2 separate regions of the Sus scrofa genome follow, and region 1 is linked to region 2. A link is a contact called in public HiChIP or PLAC-seq data. All regions are on one chromosome and are shown on one strand. The core of a region is the stretch at or near the end of the contact, and the rest is flanking DNA. Distances in the headings are between cores, read along the strand shown.

Region 1 (4,488 bases), core at 988-3,487, 310 kb before region 2:
CAAATCTCTAGAGCACATTTAAAGCCTCTGGTAGTGTCACAGTGTCATTAATACTGTGCTGGCCAGAGCAAGTCATGGATACCAAACAGGGGAGTGTTCACCATACTAGAGCAAAGTCATTCAGCAGAGGACATGGACATAAAGTTCTAAAACAAGGAGAGAATAAAGCATCGGGAGCAATGGTCCAAGCACCACAATTAGTAATCTGGCAATAAGGTTTATTATGAATAATACGTACAAATTTAAAAATAATAGTTAACATCCATTGTCATTATGTGCTAGGCACTTTTGTTAAGTCCCTTGCATGTATTAACTCATTTAATCCTCACAACAGTTCCCATTGTGACTCAGTGGGTTAAAAACCTGATGTTGTTTCCATGAGGATACGGGTTTTATCCCTGGCCTCGCTCAGTGGGTTAAGGATCCAGCATTGCTGCAAGCTGCACTGTAGGTCATAGATGCAGCTTGGATCCCGTTACTGTGACTGTGCCATAGGCCTCAGCTGCAGCTCCTATTCGACCCCAGCCCAGGAACTTCCATATGATGTTTTACAGAAGAAACAACCAAGGCATGGCATGGTGGGTTAAGGAAGAATTAAGATCACACAGCAGAGGGCAGTGGAGGGCAGTGACAATTATATTGAAAGGAACACTGTCCATTTCTTCATTTCTTTTGGTGTCTCTCCTATTCTTCCCTGCCCCTCCCAAACCCTGTCCCTTCCTTCATGGGCCTTGACTTGGGAAACAACATCTGGTTACCCAAGCCAGAGCCCTTAGATTTAACCTTTGGGCCACTCTCACTTGCTCCCTGCCCTGTGTGTCAGTACCTTCTTTATGCCTCCTGATCTGCTCTCTCCTCTTCATTCTCTGCCATTGCCTCCACTCAAAGCCCTGCCACTTTTCTCCCAAAGAATCCCCTGCTTTTAGTCCTGCACCCTTAGTGTTCCCAGAGGGATTTTTCTAAAATGCAGATCTGACCAAGTCATTCTCCTGCTTAAAAAGTTTCTGCATTTCCCAGAGCTTTTAGGATAAAGTTAGGCTAGTATTCCAGGCTTTTTATTTTATGACACTCTGCTCCACTTCAAACTAGCTTCACGCACTACCTGAAGGGACTGCACAGTTTCATACCCTCTTGCCTTTGCACGTGTTGCACCTTCTGCCTGTGCCCTCTGCTTTTCTTCTTCACCTCATCAACTCCTGTTTGTCTAGAGTCTTACCTTTTGAGAAGCCTTCCCCAATATATTCCATAGTCTGATTAGACATCCTTTCTCTGTATCTCCAGTAGACCCTGTCCATAGTATGCGGCATGCGTTGGCTATATATTGCAGTAATGGATTCCACTGTCTATTTCTCTGTCATTAGTTTTCCTCAAAATAAGGTTTGTGGACTCTCTACTTCAGAATCACCTGGAAATTTTGTTTAATATACAGTTTCCTCAAACCCGCTAACTCAAGAATCTTCTCAGGCAGAGCCCAGGAGTCTGCATTTTACAAACTTCCTGAGATGATTCTGACTTGTGCCCAGGTTCTGACCACACTAGAGAAAGCAGTGGCCGTTCTTTCTTGTACTTCTAGCATCTAGCCTGGTGCCTGGCACAAAGAGGGCACACAATGAACGTGTTCGGAATGAATGAGTGAAATGAGCAGCACTGGACAAGGCAACACAAATATAAAGCAAATATTCAGCTACTGTGATTCCAGATACCAGCAGATGGCGATGTGTCAACATACATGCTTTTATGTGAGAGGGAGGAGGAAGAGGGGAACTGTTTTACAGGAATTCAAGACTCAACTGCCACGTAATTGATTTTTTTTTTTCTACCCAGTTTGTCCATCATTGTCCCACTTGCATGGATAAATTGATTTCGGAAGACATGAAGGCTTAGACAAGAAAAACATGTGGAAAGTGGCTGGTCGCAGAAGAGAGCTGAGCAGGTAATACAGGAGATGGGAAGGATATTCTAATTACCCCTTTTTTCCATCCTCTGGATAGCAAAGCTGCTCCCAGAAAGCACTAAATGTTGTGAAATTACCCAAAGCATTCAAAAGAATATGCCATTTCAGTGAGAGGGTGGAGCCATCCTGTAATTCTGTTAGTCATCCATGTTTCCTTTAGACTGTCAAATGCCTGTGTGACTAACCTTTTAAAATTATTTCCCTCACAATACAAAGTCTGAAAGCCCAAGTCTTCCTCCTGGGCTGAGTACTTTATTCTCCTGAGGTGTTGGAAGTGAGCCTCCAAGTCTAGAAGCCAGGCGCCCCACAGACCACTCTTCCTCCCCCTTCCAGCCTACTCTCTCGCCCCCAGGGGCATCCTCGTGTAAATAACCGATAAGGCTGGCGTGGGGCTCTGGGAAGACTATCAGGGAGGCCAGAGCTAGAGGCTGAGTTCTTTTCCTCCCAGCATGGAGTTTTCTGTCAAGGCCCTTAGGAGAGAAGGGGGCGGGGGAGGGTCTTCCCAGTGCTCTAGCTCTGGGAACTGAGGGGAGCTGTAGATGCAAAGATAGACACAAAGAAGGAGAAACAAAACCCCTCCTTTCAGCATGGTCTTGTCTCAGTCTTGCTAGGAAGGTACAATTTAAAGGCATCACACAAATTTCGACATGGTGGAAAGAACTTTCAAATTCTGAATGACCTAGTGTAACTGAGATGGAAGTGCTTATAAGAAATGAGAGAAAATTCAGTTTCGCTTTCCCTTTGTTTTTATTCCTTGAACTGTCAAGTTCAAAAGTCATTAGGTGGGGTGGGGGTGGGGGGCGTGGCACAAGGAAGATGGGAGTTCCTGGTGGCTCCTGGGCATCAGCCAAGGGCATCCTCCCAGATCCCCCACAGGGGTTTGGTTGTCCTCATGATGGGGGGTGGGCCAACAACTACTTTGGATGAGGTCAGTGGCCTAGAGGTTGAAGAGCACCAAGCTGGAGAGCATCTGGTGGCAGATGTTCTCTGTCCCATGTCTCCTCCCCCAGCCCAGGAGGAAGGGCTGCTCTGCTTCCAAGGGAGCTATCTCCTGGAAGCAGGAGAGCCAAGTCGGCCCTAGCTGCAGGCAGCAGTGATGGTCTCTGGCCAGACTGAGCACTGGGCCTCAGAGAATGTGTTCTGCACATTCTGGGTAGCCTGAGTGATAAAAGAGCAGCACTACCAGTGTTGTCTCCCTCCAGGAAGTCAAAGGACTCACCCAGGTGGCTGACGTGAGAATAGCCAGCCGAACATGTGTTATAGCAAAGGAGGCAGATCTGGCTCATGCAGTCTAGGAAGGGCTGTCTGGAGGAGGGCAGGAAATCATTTAGCCAGAAGCCCTATCCCCATGGGACAGGCCCTGGCCGACAGTGCTGGACAGGACACGATGCCAGGACTCAGGCTGTGGACCAGGGAGGGGCTGACCTTGCCTCTCTCTGCTCATAGCAGGGAGGTCACATCCTTCAGATCAGAGAGAGGAAGATCTACTTTCTCCTGATCAACATCGAATATATTGCTCTTGGAATGGATTTACAATGAGATCCTGCTGTGTAGCATTGAGAACTATGTCTAGTACTTACATCGCAACACAACAATGGGAGGAAAATGTACGTATACATGTATGTGTAGCTTGGTCCCCATGACGTACAGTGGAAAAAAATTAAAAAAATAAAATAAAATAAAAACATTGAATAGTGGTGGGCAATGCTTCCTCCTGGAAGGGATCCTGCCCTTGGAAGGATAGGAGGGAGGAGCTCCCCTTCTATCTCACAGACAGTCTAGAGAGAGTGGCCCCACTGGATGCCAAGGGAGAAATCCTCATCCCTTAAGCCAGGAGAGGATTAGGAGCAGGTTCTACTAGGGAAGAGCTTTGATCAGACTCTTCCTGTCCTGGAGGCTATAGAAAATAAACTTACCCAGCCAATGTCAAAGCTGTTCTGGGTTGGGTCCCCAGCAGGGATGAGGATCAGTCACTGGCTGCCCAGAGGGTTGGGTTCTCTCTAGGAGAGCTGGGTTTAAGTGGTGGGTTCACGGGACCCTATTCCCTGGTGGCTGTTAATATTGTGGTCCCAGGGCTGTTCCCTCCATCTTCTTAGATGATTGAAGAGGTGTAACATGGAACTCCTAATTTTAATCCCCAAATCAACTGTTCTCTCATATTCCCCATCTCGGAATTGGTACCACTATCTACCAAACGGTTTAAACCAGGGAGCTGGACATGACCTCTGAATCAGCCCTTCCCCTTCCACTTCATATCAAATCCATTAGCAAATGTTATCATTTCTACTTCTTAAATATATCTCTAATATGACCACTTCTCTCTCTCCACTGCCACCACAATAATCCAAATCATCATTATCTGCTGCCCAGACAGTGGGAGGAGCCACTTTGCTCATTTCCCCACTTCCTCTTTCAGCAACCTCCCCCCACCCCAGGCCTATATATCACCCACCAACCAGTAGACCCTCCCTGTGATTCTTGGGCACCCTAGTTATTTCCTTCAGAGTACTTGTCCCAAGTTATACATTTATTTT
Region 2 (4,440 bases), core at 1,493-3,992:
CTAGTCGGATTCGTTAACCACTGTGCCACGACGGGAACTCCCTGCTTCATTGTTATATTCACTAGTTTGGTGTGGTTTTATATTCCACATATAAGTGATATCATGTAGTATTTGTCTTTCTCTATCTGACTTGTTTCACTTAGCATAATGCCCTCTAAAACCATCCATGTTCCTGCAGATGACGTTATATCCTTATTTTTTATGGCCGAGGAATGCTCCATTGTGTGTGTGTGTGTGTGTGTGTGTGTATACTGCATCTTTTTTATCCGTTCATGTGTTGATGGACACTTAGGGTGCAATATCTTGGCAATTGTAAATAATGCTGCTATGAACATTGGGGTCCATGTATCTTTCCAAATTAGTGTTTTGGTTTCTTTCAGATACATACCCAGGAGTGGAATTACTGAGCCATATGGTAGTTCTGTTTTTAGTTTTTTGAGAAACCTCCATACTGTTTTCTACAGTGGCTAAACCAATTTACATTCTCAACAAGAGTGTACAAGGGTTTGCTTTTCTGCACATCCTGGCTGACATTTGTCATTTGTGTTCTTTTTGATGATAGCCAGTCTGACAGGTAGGAGGTGATAGCTCATTGCATTTTTTTTTTTTTTTGGTCTTTTGAGGGCAGCACCCATGGCATATGGAGGTTCCCAAGCTAGGGGTCTAATCAGAGCTGTTGCTGCCGGCCTACGCCAGAGCCACAGCAACGCCAGATCCTAGCCATGTCTGTGACCTACACTACATCTCATGGCAATGCTGGATCATTAACCCACTGAGCAAGGCCAGGGATTGAACCCGAAACCTCATGGTTCCTAGTCAGATTTGTTTCCAGTGGGAACTCCTCATTGTGGTTTTTATTTGCACTTCCCTGATGACTGATGAAAAGATTTGAGCATCTTTTCATGTCCCTGTTGGCCATCTGCATTTCTTCTCTGGAAAAATGTCTATTCCATTTTTCTGCTCGTTTTTAAATCAGGTTGTTTGTCTTTTAGATGTTGAGTTATATGAGCTATTTGTATATGTCGGATATTAACAACTTATAAGTCATATCATTTGCAAATATTTGCTCTCTTTCAGTAGCTTTGTCTTTTCAGTTTGTCCATGGTTTCCTTAATTGTGCAGAAGCTTTTAAGTTTAATTAGGTCTCATTTGTTCATTTTTGTTTTGATTTCCTTTGCCTTAGGAGACAGATAAAAAAAAATATTGGTACAATTTTATGGCAGAGAGTGCTCCACCTGAGTTTTCCTCTAGGAGTTTTATGGTTTCCAGTCTTATGTTAGATCTTTAATCCATTTTGAGTTTATTTTTGTATATGGTGTTAGAGAATGTTCCAATTTTATTTTTTTTATGTAGCTGTCTAGTTTTCCCAGCACCACTTATAAAAAGAGACTGTCTTTTCTCCATTGTATAGTCTTGGCTTCTTGGTTGTAGATAAATTGACCATAAGTGAATGGGTTTATTTCTGGCCTCTATTCTATTTCTTTGATATGTGTTTGTTTTTGTTATAGTACCATACTGTAATGAAGACTGTAGCTTTGTAGTATAGTCTGAAGTCAGGGAATGTGATTCCTCCAGGTCCATTCTTCTTTCTCAATACTTTTTTGACTGTTTGGGGTCTTTTGTGTTTTCATACAAATTTTTAGATTCTTTGTTCTAGTTCTATGAAAAGTCCCATTGATAATTTGGTAGGCATTGCATTGAATCTGTAGACTTCTTTTGGTAGTATGGTCATTTTAATAATATTAATTCTTCCAATCCAGTAATATGGTATATCTTTCCATCTGTGTGATCTTCAGTTTCTTTCATCATCCATCACCTTTTAGTTTTCAGAGTATACATTTTACCTCCTTAGGTAGGTTTATTTCTAGGTATTTTATTCTTTTTGATTTCATAATAATTAAATGTTGTATGGGTAACTTTTCCTTATGCGCAACACAATTTGTGAGATAAAAGGAATGATTTGTTTTTCATTCTTGTTTTATTGAGATATAATTGACATGCTATAACACTTTAAGGTGTACAGCATAATGATTTGACTTATATATTCATAAAATAATTGCCATATTCAATATGGTCAATATGCATCATCTCATATAAATGCTAAAAAAGAGAAAGAAAAAAATTTTTTCATTGTGATAAGAACTCTTAGAATCTACTTTCTTAAAAGCTTTCATATATGCAGTGTTAAATATAGTCATCATATTATACATTATATTCTGGGTACTAATTTATCTTATAATTAAAAGAAATTATTCAGGGAGTTCCCCTTGTGGGTTAAGAACACAACTAATACCCATGAGGATGTGGGTTTGATCCCTGGCCTTGCCCAGTGGGTTAGGGAGCTGTTGCCACAAGCTATCTGAGCAGACATGGCTTAGATCTGGTATTTCCATGGCTGTGGTATAGGCTGGCAAGTGCAGCTCTGATTCAGCCCTAGCCTGGGAACTTATATATATATATGCTGTAGGTGCAGCCCTGGAAAGAAAAAAATATATACTGAATGAGTCGGAGTACTACAGAAATTATCGTAGTGTTACCGAACTGAGGTTTGGCTGCTTGCTGCTCAAAAGCCAGTACCAGAGAGAAAAGTACTAGTAGGAATGGAATGTTGCTTTATGCAAGAGGCTGGCATTTGGAGAGAAGGCAGATTCATGTCCCAGAACCAACTCTCAAGATTGTGCTTGACCATGGAAGTCTTTAGAGAGAAAAAGCGGAAGTAATCTCAGTTAATCATTGATGTAGGAGGTCAGATTTTTTTGCAATCTCCCACTGTATTCAGGGTTATTGAGTCCTTGCGATCTTTCTTTAGATCCTATCTCCTTCAGAGTCTGTTCATGAGATTACTGAAGGGGAAGCTGAGGAAAATATCTAGTCATCATCTTACTTATTCTTCATTCCTGCTTCTCAGATTAAAGAGAAGAATCAATAGGTTAGGTGAGGCATTTTGTAGTCAAAAGATCTGAAAGTTGTGCTTGAACTGGAGGTTAGTTAATATTTAGTTTTGCTAAAGTGACAGGACAAAAGGGCCCCCCGCCAGAGAGCTGCTTCCTGCAAAGAACCGCTTACAAATCCTCATTGTAAGACATCATTCCGTTTCTATGGGATTATGGATGAAGGTCTGTCTTCTATAACTTCTTGTCCTGACATAGAGTACCATATTAATTAGAGTGGAAAATGTTGACATGGGCCTATAGCATCTCTTTGCTGACAATTTTAGTTGCCCACTTATATATATGGGCAGAGAAAGCTACAATTATTTTGATACCTGTAAATTACACATTATTATGAACAGTAGTGTTAATCCCATCTCTTAAGGCCAATTTTTGGAATTGTGCTAGCCATGGATTTAGTATTACTCAAGATGAAGTAGCTTATGTTGTGGATTCAGACTGGTCATCATGCAGGTAGCCTTTTCTCTCTGGCGGCAGTTATAGTATCTGTAAAGCAACTCGAATGTGCATCAGACACTGAAGGATTCCGTGACTTTATTGTCCCAGTCACTAACTGCTTGAGCCTGCTTTTCTGTGACACAGGGGGGCCTGGGATACCTCAGCTTTTGTACAAACAAGAGATAGGGGACATGGAGGGGCCTTTGTATTATTTGAGGAGGCCCCAGCAGGGTTGGTGTTCAACACGTATTTATTCATTTATTCTAAAAATACTTGGTATGGTCAAAGAAATGAAAAGAACACCTGGAGGAGTTCCTGTTGTGGCTCAGTGGTTAATGAACTCGACTAGTATCCATGAGGATGCAGATTCAATTCCTGGTATTGCTCAGTGGGCTAAGGATCCAGCATGAGCTGTGGTGTAGGTCGCAGACACTGCTCGGATCGTGCGTTGCTGTGGCTCTGGTGTAGGCTAGGGGCTACAGGTTGGAGTTGACCCCTAGCCTGGGAACCTCCATATGCCACATGTACGTCCCTAAAGAGACAAAAAGACCAAAAAAAAAAAAAAAAAAAGAAAGAAAAAAAGAAGAAAAGAACACCTGGAGGCATAGTTTCTGATAAAGAGATTATCAAATTTATAAATAATTCTGAATCAGTATTTCTCAAGGGTCCACATTTTACTTGAATTAGTATTAACTGAGGTGCCTGTTAAAACTGAAGGTTCTTAGACTGCAACCCAAGAATTTGTAATCATTAAATCTGAGGTGAAGCCTACCAGTATGAATTTTTATAAGTGTTGTAGGAGATTTCTTTAAAGTTTCAGCTTTGTGGCTGAGTGGTTTAAGAATTAACAGTGTCCATGAGGATGTGGGTTCAATCCCTGGACTTGTTCAGTAGGTTAAGGATCTGTTTTTTTTTTTTTTTTTTTTTTTAATGTCTTTTTGCCATTTCTTGGGCCACTCCCATGGCATATGGAGGTTCCCAGGCTCGGGGTCTAATCAGAGCCATAGCCATTGGCCTACGCCACAGCCACAGCAACGCGGGATCCGAGCTG

Evidence for each region. HiChIP or PLAC-seq counts read pairs in DNA pulled down with a chosen protein or histone mark.
Region 1: an H3K27ac HiChIP or PLAC-seq map of alveolar macrophages shows a contact between it and region 2. The contact joins two enhancer-like sites. A contact is called at or near these places in 1 of 5 promoter capture datasets (fetal liver) and 1 of 2 datasets of contacts at active chromatin or transcription factors (alveolar macrophages).

Annotation. Positions count from the first base shown.
Region 1 is chr1:217,219,475-217,223,962 of Sscrofa11.1, reverse strand. LOC106509181 (a long non-coding RNA gene) reads left to right here. Exons shown (of 4, transcript XR_001306485.2): 3 at 1,825-1,933; 4 at 3,401-4,488. Among named protein-coding and RNA genes, the nearest start is that of AK3, 15 kb to the left of the region's middle. Within about 2 kb of position 2,237, at least 33 of the 83 cell types and tissues checked have an H3K27ac peak or open chromatin away from gene starts, as enhancers often do. A contact at or near this core is called in alveolar macrophages, where this site is marked.
Region 2 is chr1:216,909,278-216,913,717 of Sscrofa11.1, reverse strand. The region is part of intron 6 of JAK2 (Janus kinase 2); the gene reads left to right. Among named protein-coding and RNA genes, the nearest start is that of JAK2, 90 kb to the left of the region's middle. Within about 2 kb of position 2,742, at least 2 of the 83 cell types and tissues checked have an H3K27ac peak or open chromatin away from gene starts, as enhancers often do. A contact at or near this core is called in alveolar macrophages, where this site is marked.